Regions from separate parts of the Xenopus tropicalis genome. Here region 2 is linked to region 1. A link is a contact called in public Hi-C data. All regions are on one chromosome and are shown on one strand. The core of a region is the stretch at or near the end of the contact, and the rest is flanking DNA. Distances in the headings are between cores, read along the strand shown.

Region 1 (5,395 bases), core at 606-3,105:
TGATTATACGCGTATGTAATGTATAGGGCGCAACATTGTGGAAGCAAATATGATGTTTGCGGAAGTTTACATTACGGTATCCTAGCAGAGGAGAACGCGCGCTTGTGCGGTAATTTTTTGGCGCCATACAGGGTTTAAAAGCTGTGTACTATACTATGGACACTAGAGCTCCCTTGACAAAGGCGTTTGAGCCGAAACATTGGGGTATTCTCTCATCCAGAGTATCTGCCTTCATATCATTTTGTTCAGTTTTTTCACTGGGCGGTATGTATTGTTTATTGATGGCTATTGTACTGTTTAAGATGCAATATTTTGGCTGCATAATGATTTGTTAAATAAAAATGTCTTTTAACTATAATACTTCCCTGGGAAAGTTTTTTCTGGTGTGCAGGGTTTATACGGGGTTTTATTGGTATATATAATCCTCTAATGGGGGGATTGTTGAAACCCTAGCACCTGGATATTTCATATATTTATTCATTTTTGATTGTTTGTAAAGGGCAAGAATATCTTAGCCCGGAGTGCACTCCATTATTCTAAATTCTGTTTAAGGGCTGTGGCAGACGGGGAGACTAGTCGCCCGCGACAAATCTCCCTTGTCACAGGCGACTAGTCTCCCTGAAATACCATCCCACTGGCGAGTATGTAAATCAGTGGTGGGGTGGCATACGCGGCACCGCGATTTCCCTGATGCCATCCCACCGCCGATTTACATTTTCGCGGGTAGGATGGCATTTCGGGGAGCTTAGTCACCCGTGGCAAGGGAGATTTGTCCCTTAAGAAATTGCATCTAATCATTTCTGAGTGCTAAATAAATATATCAGTAATCCTTAAATTGTTATAAGGGCAAAACCATAAAAAAAACAGCGCAAGGTAGATCTGCTTATGATTCTGCGAGGTAAGACAGAACCGCAAATATTTAACAGTAAGGAATGTGAATATGTTTCAGTATGCAAGGACAAAAAGGACTATTAATCAAAATATTAATTTAAACAGTCTGCATCTTAAAAAAAAATACAAACTTTGCTATTGATTCCAATGCCCTTATAAACTACTAGGTACTAGATAGTAGTAACATTAGCAAGGTTTGTTCCAGTAAATACAACCATGACTTACTCATCTGATGTTATGGGAACATGTGATTGCTTACGATAAATTACTTTTAAATGTGGCCCTCGTTACTTCCTCTATTGGACAATTTTTGTATGTATTGTTAGTCTGATCTATACATCTATCTATAGCCCTGTGGATTATGTTGGTACTTTTTAGATATGTGTTTACAATAGTAATAGAGCTAATTTTTTGTCCCACTGAAACCCTGCTCCAAAAAAATAATCCTAATGTATCTTAAGACTTGTCTTAACTTTTTTCGCATTACTGTTTATATTAACAAAACCCACCAATGTCAACTTGACATGTAAGATTAAATGCAGTTGCAGTTACGGATACTTTGCTGTCTCATTACTCATTTTCCTCAAAATAAATGAGATTGAACCAATTGGCTTAATTGGTCAACCCTAAATTGATCATTATTGCAGGGTTGTCTGAATGTGCCCTGTTTGAGGGAGAAACACTCAAATTAGTTAAAGAGGCTGAAAGGGGACAAAATATTTTCTCTATAAACATACTGGTGTTGGCGACTGCAGATTGCTTTTCAAGTGTTACAGTTCATATCAGGGTGATGCATTCTGAGTAAAGGTGTTTGCAGTTACAGTATGAGAGACCCTTGCAAGAGTGTCTTAAGAAGTCCAGCTAACGGCATCTTTACACTTCAGCCACCCTTTCCCTCCCCACTGACATTCCTTTGTCCTCCCACTCTCCCCATCCTCCTGCCCTCTCCCCTCCCTGCTGGCATCTGTGTTTGTAATCAGCAGAGCAGCAGCGAGCCAGGCAGATGAAAGAGAGAATTGTCTCCGACTTCCAAGCTTCCTAGATGGGCCACTCAATGATCAAAGGCAGAAGACACTGCTGTTTGCTTTTTGTTCCCTTAATAAACCCCATTAAACTGTTCCACATCTGATTAACACTCCATTTCAACAGTACCTCAAAGGATTTATTTCTTTTCTTTTTTGGGTCTTTTTCTGTTCTCCATAAATGTCAAAAACCCACTACTAACCTCTTTTTCAGAAAAACTAGACAATATGATTTGCTCTTAAAGGGACCTCTTTTTTTAGAAAGAGTTAAAGTAATAGTGCCTGTGCTGAACTTATTGTTTTGACTATTCTTTAGAAACTATGTATAAACAGGGAAAAGCAACAAATCAAAGTAATGTATAGGGTGTCATTCTCACCTTTACAAAGCACTGGTATGGCTCTATCTGAAATATGTGGTGTAGTTTTGGACTCCAGTGCTCAAATGGAATTGTGTTGATTTAGAGGGAGTTCAAAGAAGGAAAACTGTAAGGATCGCCGAAAAGGCCAGCATACGTTCCTACCTCTATGCGCGCTGGTCCCCAGGCTCCTTCAATGAGGGGTGCTCCTGTGTGCACTGTTCCTAGGCACTTGCACATGGCTGCACGGTAACACTGACACTGCGTAATGACGCCAGTGGACACATAGATGTAACTTTTGGAGTGAAATTCACATTTAAATTGAGCTTCTTTGCTTGTTTAAGTGCCCAAGCTGGTTTAGAATATTCTGACTTTGCTAAAGCCTTTGTTGTTCTGATTCCTGCTGGTTTTGACTTTTTGCCAGTATGGGAATGTTTACACTGGAGAAGAGGCGCTTAAGGGCTCTGGCACACTTGCGAGTCTTTTTCGCCAATTTCCGGAAATCGCCCCGCCGCGTCTGCCATCCCGCCGGCGGGATGGCAGGGGTAGGCAACTCGGGGAGATTAGTCGCCTGCGAACAGGGAGTTTTATCGCGGGCGACTAATCTCCCCGTGTGCCAGAGCCCTAAGGGTTAGGATAGGTCATAATTATGATAACTATGTATAAATATATAAAGGGGTTAAGGAAGGAGTGAGCTTTTTTACCCGGTACATTTTGCCTGTAGTAATATTTTGCAATGTGGTTTGTCTGGACCAGAAAAATATGCTGAGAAAAAGCAGATGTCACTATTACCCCATCCTTGCATCCACCAGTGTGATTGAGCCTGACCCTCCCTTTGTTTTAGTTATTTGCGGGTCATGAAAAATTCATCTCGCACCAGACCCTAACCAGCACCCACAGTTACCTGCAAAGTGTTGCCATTGTAGGACCTGAACCCAACGCATACCTGCGTACACTACCTGTATGCTACTCCTGTGCATAGGAAGGAAGACAGGAAAACTTTAAGAGTAAAGTAAAAGTGTACTTCCCCCACACCCAACCTGAACTCACAATGATTACCCAAGTTTCAACCATAACATATCCTGAAAGTATAGTCAGTTTGCTTTAGGAAGTTAAACAGAGGAGCTGAGGGAAATTTTTAATAGAATGGTACCAATTCTGAAATCCGTAAAACATAAATAACCTGTGATAATATTGTTGTTTTTTCTAAAATGTTATGGCCTTAAATTCAAACAGTTAAATATGTTTTTAATTTTAACTTTGAAAGTAAACGGCAGCTTTTAGCAGTATAAATATAAATAATGTATACCAACAAAAATATCAGCAGCTCATTGACGCCCAGAATAAAGTCTTCCATAGAGTAATAGGACATGCAGAAATTTGTAGTTTTTTGACACCCCATTGATTCATCACTCTTTGAGTGCCATTTTTTATGCTGTGCAAAAAACAGTGAACAAATACACACATCACCATTTGAACACTAAGCAAGGCTGTTTGGAAAAGAAACCTGTGTATTTATCAAGCTATGAATTAATTGCTGTGTAAAAATTCTGCGTAAAAAGCAGCAGCAACTTGGAAATGTAAAAATAACAGTGTAAAATGATGACCAATAAAATACACATTGCCACTTATTTTACACAGCTTTTTTCTAGCGTTAATCATTTTTAACAGCGTGATAAATAGGTCCCTCTTAGTGTGTATTTTGCAGGAAGAGCTGGCAATCTAATCTATTATACCAAAGCACAAGGAGATAATACTCAAGGTCATTAATCGTATTAATGCATTTTAGTGAATAATTTCCTGCCACTAACTTTCCTTGGGCACATCAACATAACATAACTTTCCTTACGGTGACCATACAACAGGTAAGGAGGTAGAAACAATAGGATTTCTACCTCCTTCTGCCGATTCAGATCTGAAGGGAGAATTTTGGTCAGGCGCCTTCTATGGCGCCCGATCAAAATTTTTAAACTGGTCCGATCGGCGAGTCGTCCGATATCAGCAGGTTCCTGCGATATCGGTCGACTCGCCGACATACCATACACGCACCGATTATCGTACGAAACGAGGTTTCGTACGATAATATCGGTACGTGTATGGCCACCTTAAGACTATTATTCAGACTGAAATTGTAGGATAAAGCCAAATCATATGATGTTCTGAACATGAAATAGTTGACAGACACCGATAGTACAAAAGTGATTTCTAGTGAAATTTTATGTAGGTCCCCAAGGATATTGTCAGATAAACAATACATGTGCAGATTTTATCATTATTCAACCTAAATTTTTTAACCTGTGCAATCGACTAAACGACCGATAGCCATGGTAGGAAAATTATCGGGACAATACACAGGGACCGAAAATCATACGAAACGTTATATTGGTGCGTGTATGGCCAGCTTAAGGCACATCAATATACATAAAGCTTGACAGTAAGTAACTTTGAGTCAGTAACAACAGTTAAGGTCAGCCCTGCCATATTCAATACTTAAACATAATAATGCTTGACCATTACTTTAACCATTACTTCAACTGTCTTGGAACAAAGAACCTTTTTAATGTGCCACAATTAAGCACAGACAACTGTCCTGGCCCACTTTTCTAAAAGAGAGTGTGACTTTCTCATACATGCAAATGGACACTCTTCCCTTTAAAAATGTATCTAACTTTGTGCAAGTAAATGCATGTAATTTCCCATGGACTATATAGTCATTGGTATGTATGCAGGCTTTCAAAAAATAATTTGGCAATGAAGCTCCGTAAGAAAAAATTAGTTAATAAACAGATAGCACCCACCCTAAATTAAACTGCAAGGGGTATCAGTCAAGCCAGAACTGCATGGGACACACGTTGGTGCAGTGATCTAAATTATAGACCCAGGTCCGATCAGGCACATCTGATTAGTCTGAAAAGTGCAATTTGTATTATATTCAACTACCAATTGATTAGGATGCAGGTTTTTCAATTAGTTCACATGCCTTTACTCATTTAGTTTAAGATCTCTGCAACCATCCATTTCACATGTGGGGCAAACTAAAATGAATTTATTTTCCAGTCATGTACATCTAAATACCCCAGCTGCCTTCATCACTATATCAGAGAGAGGATAAAAATGTATTTTGTT
Region 2 (5,186 bases), core at 1,699-4,198, 49 kb after region 1:
GAAAATGAACAATCTTTCCCACAACCAATATAAAAGTTGAGCATGACAAACTTCCACTTCTATCTTCCATATTTTCTGTTCTCTTTTGTTGTAATATTTTCATTTTGCGCTTTGCAGTTATCAGGCTTGTAAGATAATTAGGATAAGGCCTGAAAACGTCCTGATAAGAAACCCATTTGGTCAATACATATTTTGGTTACTGGTGAACCCAACAACATTATAGATTTTTTAGTTTCAAGCTGAAAACAGGCTGAACAGAAATGCCATAATTAAAAAAAATTTGACTTTATAACCTCTTTTAGAACTTCCCATTTAAAAGTTTCTGAACTGGTGTTAAAACTTAATGCTCCAGCTAAGGCAAGCATAATAAAAGTTACCGATAATATGTATAGTTGTAAATTTCCCCAAAATAATTTTCTAACAGAACACAAGCATACAAATCACTAATATCCACCAAGCAGTATATAATAACTTTTGTGGTACAACATTATAAAATGTATATTGGACTTGAACAGTCACGTGCCAGACAAATTGACTGCACTTTTCAGATCACAGACACAAGATCAAATATGCATTGCATGCAAAGGGAATCACGCATTCCCAGTTAATACAAAACAGAAATGTAAAATTTTGGAATCACAAAACCTTTATCCATAAAAAGTACAGATTATGGCATGCCATAAAGTGGCAAAACATTGATTTTAGTGAGCTCAACATTTCCTTTCATAAAGCCACAAACAGACAATTTCTGAATGGTGACAATGGCACCACTAAATGCAAGACACATTTTAGCCCATAAACTAACTAAAAGCCAAGAATATTCAGAAAACATGTGATTAAAATCAAAGATACCCTAAAGTCAAAGGTCACCTAACACAAGATCACTGAGGTTTATGCCAACACAGAAGCATTATACTAGATCACAGACATGGAGCATTTTAAAGATTAAGGGAGCTGGACAGGAAAAACCAGTTTACTAGTCTGTTTACTTAAAAGAAACACAGACATGCCAATCTCATGATATCCATGTTAGCCAGAATAAACATAAAATGGCAAGGAAGGAGAACTTGTTATTAAACTGATCTAAAATAGATTACGTAACTAAAAGATTCAATTATTATGTATTAAAAACAAACAAAACCAGATCTTAAATTATATTTACAAAAAGATTTAATTGCAGTTGCAATATATCCTAGGTGATCAAATTACCTCCAGGTTCCAAAGCAAAATATGACGCTTTTACCCCGTCACTCTTTTAAGTGACAATCTATTTAAGGGTCCCTTTAAAATAAACAAGGGCCTCATCCATCTGGAAGTTCATGCAGCAAAAACTTTCTGTGGGGGGGTTGGAGATGTGAGGACTGGGACTATCAGCACATAGTAAGCATGCTGTGACAAAAAGGAACAGGCGGTGTGACCAGAGTGGCATAGTAGGCTGTGGAAATAAGCTTTGCTAAATGATTTACCACATTCATTGAGTTGTCAAACTTAGAAAACCCCTTCACAGCACACAGAATCATCAATTATAACTTGTAACATAAGGGGAAACATGTATCCAAACTGTTATAACTGTAGGGGCAGCTATTGCTGGATGCAATCAAATAAGGAATCCATGCAAACACTGCGTGGTAAATGTGCAATACACAGGAAAGGGACAAATTAAAGGGACAACTTTTAGCATGCAACGGAATGGTCAATAGGTAGCATGTTTTCAATTGGTCCTTTTTTTTATAGTTTTTAAATTTTTGGTATTTTTCTTCTGGCTCTTTCCAGCCTTAAAATGGGGGTCACTAACCCCAGCACGCCATAAGCTATGAGGATACAAAGTTCATTTAAAGGTGAACAACCCCTTTAAGAAAACTTGTCAATGAGCTGAACAGGGTCAGTATGCTTCTAAAATTTAAGGCAAATATAACTGAAACATCACATCAAAACATTACATGGTGCAGAATTAGGACATGACCAAAGCACTAGACAGTCAGAAACTCTTTGTCCTTTATACTAAGAACTGTCCAGGAGCATAACTTCTAACACTTCAGGTGCATACTAATGCAAAAGTCGGTTTAGAAGTTTATAAACCAGGAGGGAAACATTTCCAGCACAGCCTATAATTTAAGAAACATGGAAGGCTATCCTACACTTGCTGAATTACAAATTCCGACATTGATACTCAGCAACAGCGGGTGGGGCGCAATTAGACTTCCCTAATCTGAGTTATGCGCGATTGGTCAAAGCCTTTGAAAACCATCGTTCAGTATGAGCCAATAGCCTCATATTACAGAGCTATGTGTTCTTTAGTGCGAGTGCTGTTGTACGGCAGCGAGATAGTATGACAGGGAGATAGTACGCTGTTGCATTAGGTACGCGTAGAACTAATACCAGTTACTAAAGTCCCCAAACTTTCCTGGTCCGGCTCCAAATACACGGGCATAGTCTCAGGGTCCTCCCATAACATTAAGGTACAGCAGCAGCAGCAGCAGCAGTAACATTACAGCTAGAAGTGAGCAGGGAAATAGGTTTCCTACCTTCAGGACTTTCTCTGGGTTTGCAAACTGCAGCTGGCAGGCAGGAAAATCGTGAGTACAGAGAGGGAAGAAAAAAGAAAGAGATTATTAGATGGCACAAAACAAGACTATTCTCTGGGATAGGGCAAGCGGGTGCATCAGCACTCACCGTGTTTCGAGTAAAGTTTCCCCATCTCTCTGCAAAAGATTCCCAAAGGCAGAACATCAGAGACACGGTACAATCCAATGACTGGTTACCAATCCATGTAAATCCCTGCAAGCCCCCCAGAGATGTTTCTCTCCCGGTATTTGAACCTCCCCACAAATCCAAAAAGCTGCAAGCGCTGTAGTGGGACCCCCGAACGCTCTGACACCCCATGTACGGGGAGCAGCTTGTAATTGCCTGTTCCGAGAGCTGCAGCTCGCACTGGAACAGACACATACGCACAGTGCTCACAGCGAGGAGGGGCTACAGGGGCTGGGAGAGGGGCTGACGGAGACATAGACGGGGGAGGGGGTGGACGGGAAGATAGGGAGCACAGAAAACCAGAAGAAAACTGAAACACTAAAGAGATCAGGAAAACAATAGGAAGGTTCACTCAGGTAATTGGGATTATATTTAAAAAGGAGCCTTTTTGCAGGCTAGGGATCGGGATTAATAGTCCCTTTGTTAGATTTTTCAGGGCACCCACGTACAAACAGTGCAATGTTCTTTGTTATTTCCTTTTGTTTTCAGTCATATTTATCCCCTGTACCAAAGAGCTTGCAGTTCACGCTTTTGGGGCAGGTATTATTGCTTTCTCAAGGTGACACCAGAATGGAACACGCAGCCCTCTTACCAGTGGAATCAGATTCTGCTCAAAACCGGCAGTTTCGCATTAGTCTTTTATCTTATTTTTGTGTATCTTTTATTTTGACAATACGAAATATTAAAGCTTCATGTTATAAAAAAGCAGTGCAAATTCTAATGACTAAGTGAAAGAAGCAAGGGGGAATACATGTTTTTGTTATCTTTAAAACATAATGCCATTTTTTTTGTTACAAAGTGAGAGAAAGAATATAGAGACTTGTAATGTAAGCTTGGCAAAATCAGTGACTATTTGCAGAGAAATAAATTCATGCCAAATATGCACTAAATCTGCTTGTTCTTAGGGGTCCTGCACCCCATAAAGTCCTCATCCACAGCAAAGCAAGATATGCCCCACCTTATCCACCATTTCTCCTTCCCCCTCTGGATGTGCCTTTGAACAGAGTGTTTCTCTTTTCCAGCAGCTTTTTCCACACAGAAACACAATGGGGCCTTTGACAGCAAGACTGTGGGACATCGGCTTTGATGTTGAGTTCTAATAAGTTGTGTATGTCTGCATCTAAAAACAATGCTTGCAGGCGTTCAAGCCAAGGAGAGAAACAGAAAAAAGGAGAAAAAGGGAGCTGTTAAACTGTATTCAGTTGTGTAAACTGTAGCTAACACACGACAGGGTAAAAAAATAATGACTTTGATGCTTACGATTGGGTCAACAATGAACTGAATAGGTAGCTGTTTAAGTTATGGATATTAATGAATGCTCAGTGCTGAGAAATATATATTTACACTATGGCTGAAAAATCAGCAGAATTAAAAGGGCAACTCCATTCACATACCTTGCAGCCTAGGAATAATGAATTATGTACAATATATATATATATATATATATATATATATAGGGCCGCCATCAGAAATCACGGGCCCCTAAATTTTCTAGGCCCCCCTCCTCCCACGCCCCCAATGGCCCCTCCCCCAGTGACCCCTCCCATCAATACACAGACATTAATAGCCAGGGCCCCCTAAAACATTTTAAAAAAATGTTCTTAGACAAATTGTTTTTTTTATCTTGTTTAGTGTTTTTAAACCATATATATATTTACTATATATTTTTTTCTATCCTGTAATTGATGTCTTCTTTTCGATGTAAGGTTAGGACTTTGCATAGGCTTATAATAAGGACCCTCTTGAATTTTTTTTTTCTTTGTGGTTGCTGTTCCCATAGTTTAGCTCAGCACCCTGCTGCTTCCTCCAGGGCCCCCCAAGCATCCTCCAACTTCCCCCAGCATCCTCCTGCTTCCTCCAGGCCCCCCCAAGCATACTGCTGCTTTCTCCAGGGCCCCCCCAAGCATCCTCCTGCTCCCCACAAGCATCCTCCAGTTCCCCCCCAGCATCCTCCTGCTTCCTCTAGCCCCCCCCCCCCCAGGCTCCTTCAGCTCCTTCAGCATCATCCAGTTCCTCACCACCACCACCCCCCTGCTGCGTCCTCCGGTTCCCCTGCGTCCTCCGGCTCCCTTGATGTCCACCGATATGTCCCGCTGCTGTCTGCAGCATCTGCGCTTTTTTTAAAGGTTGCGCCCCATGCGTGTGACGTCAATATGCACCGGGCGCAACCTTATATATGCGCAGATGTAGCGGGAAACTCTAGCACGGCCGGGCCCCCTTTAAGTTAAAAACGTCTGGGCCCGGGATGACTGTCCCCCCTGTGCCCCCCTGATTGCGGCCCTGTATATATATATATATATATATATATATATAGAAAGAAACAAAAAGGTCCAGACTCATTTAAATGAAAAAGAAAAAATCTTTACTGCATTATGCAGAACAATTGCATTACTTACAACGTTTCGAGGCTCCCGCCTCTTTCTTAAGTAGCAAGA

The links. Hi-C and Micro-C count contacts between places; a contact is called where the count stands out from the background.
Region 2: a Hi-C map of neurula embryo shows a contact between it and region 1, with 1.8 times the contacts expected there. The contact joins the promoter of nkd1 here to the enhancer-like site in region 1. A contact is called at or near these places in 3 of 5 Hi-C or Micro-C datasets (brain, gastrula embryo and neurula embryo).

The regions. Positions count from the first base shown.
Region 1 is chr4:43,457,771-43,463,165 of UCB_Xtro_10.0, forward strand. All of the region lies in intron 3 of nkd1 (naked cuticle homolog 1), which reads right to left. Among named protein-coding and RNA genes, the nearest start is that of nkd1, 49 kb to the right of the region's middle. Within about 2 kb of position 1,856, at least 3 of the 11 cell types and tissues checked have an H3K27ac peak or open chromatin away from gene starts, as enhancers often do. A contact at or near this core is called in neurula embryo, where this site is marked.
Region 2 is chr4:43,506,037-43,511,222 of UCB_Xtro_10.0, forward strand. nkd1 (naked cuticle homolog 1) reads right to left here and starts at 2,949. Exons shown (of 10, transcript NM_001016798.2): 1 at 2,674-2,949; 2 at 2,526-2,558. The coding sequence starts at 2,698.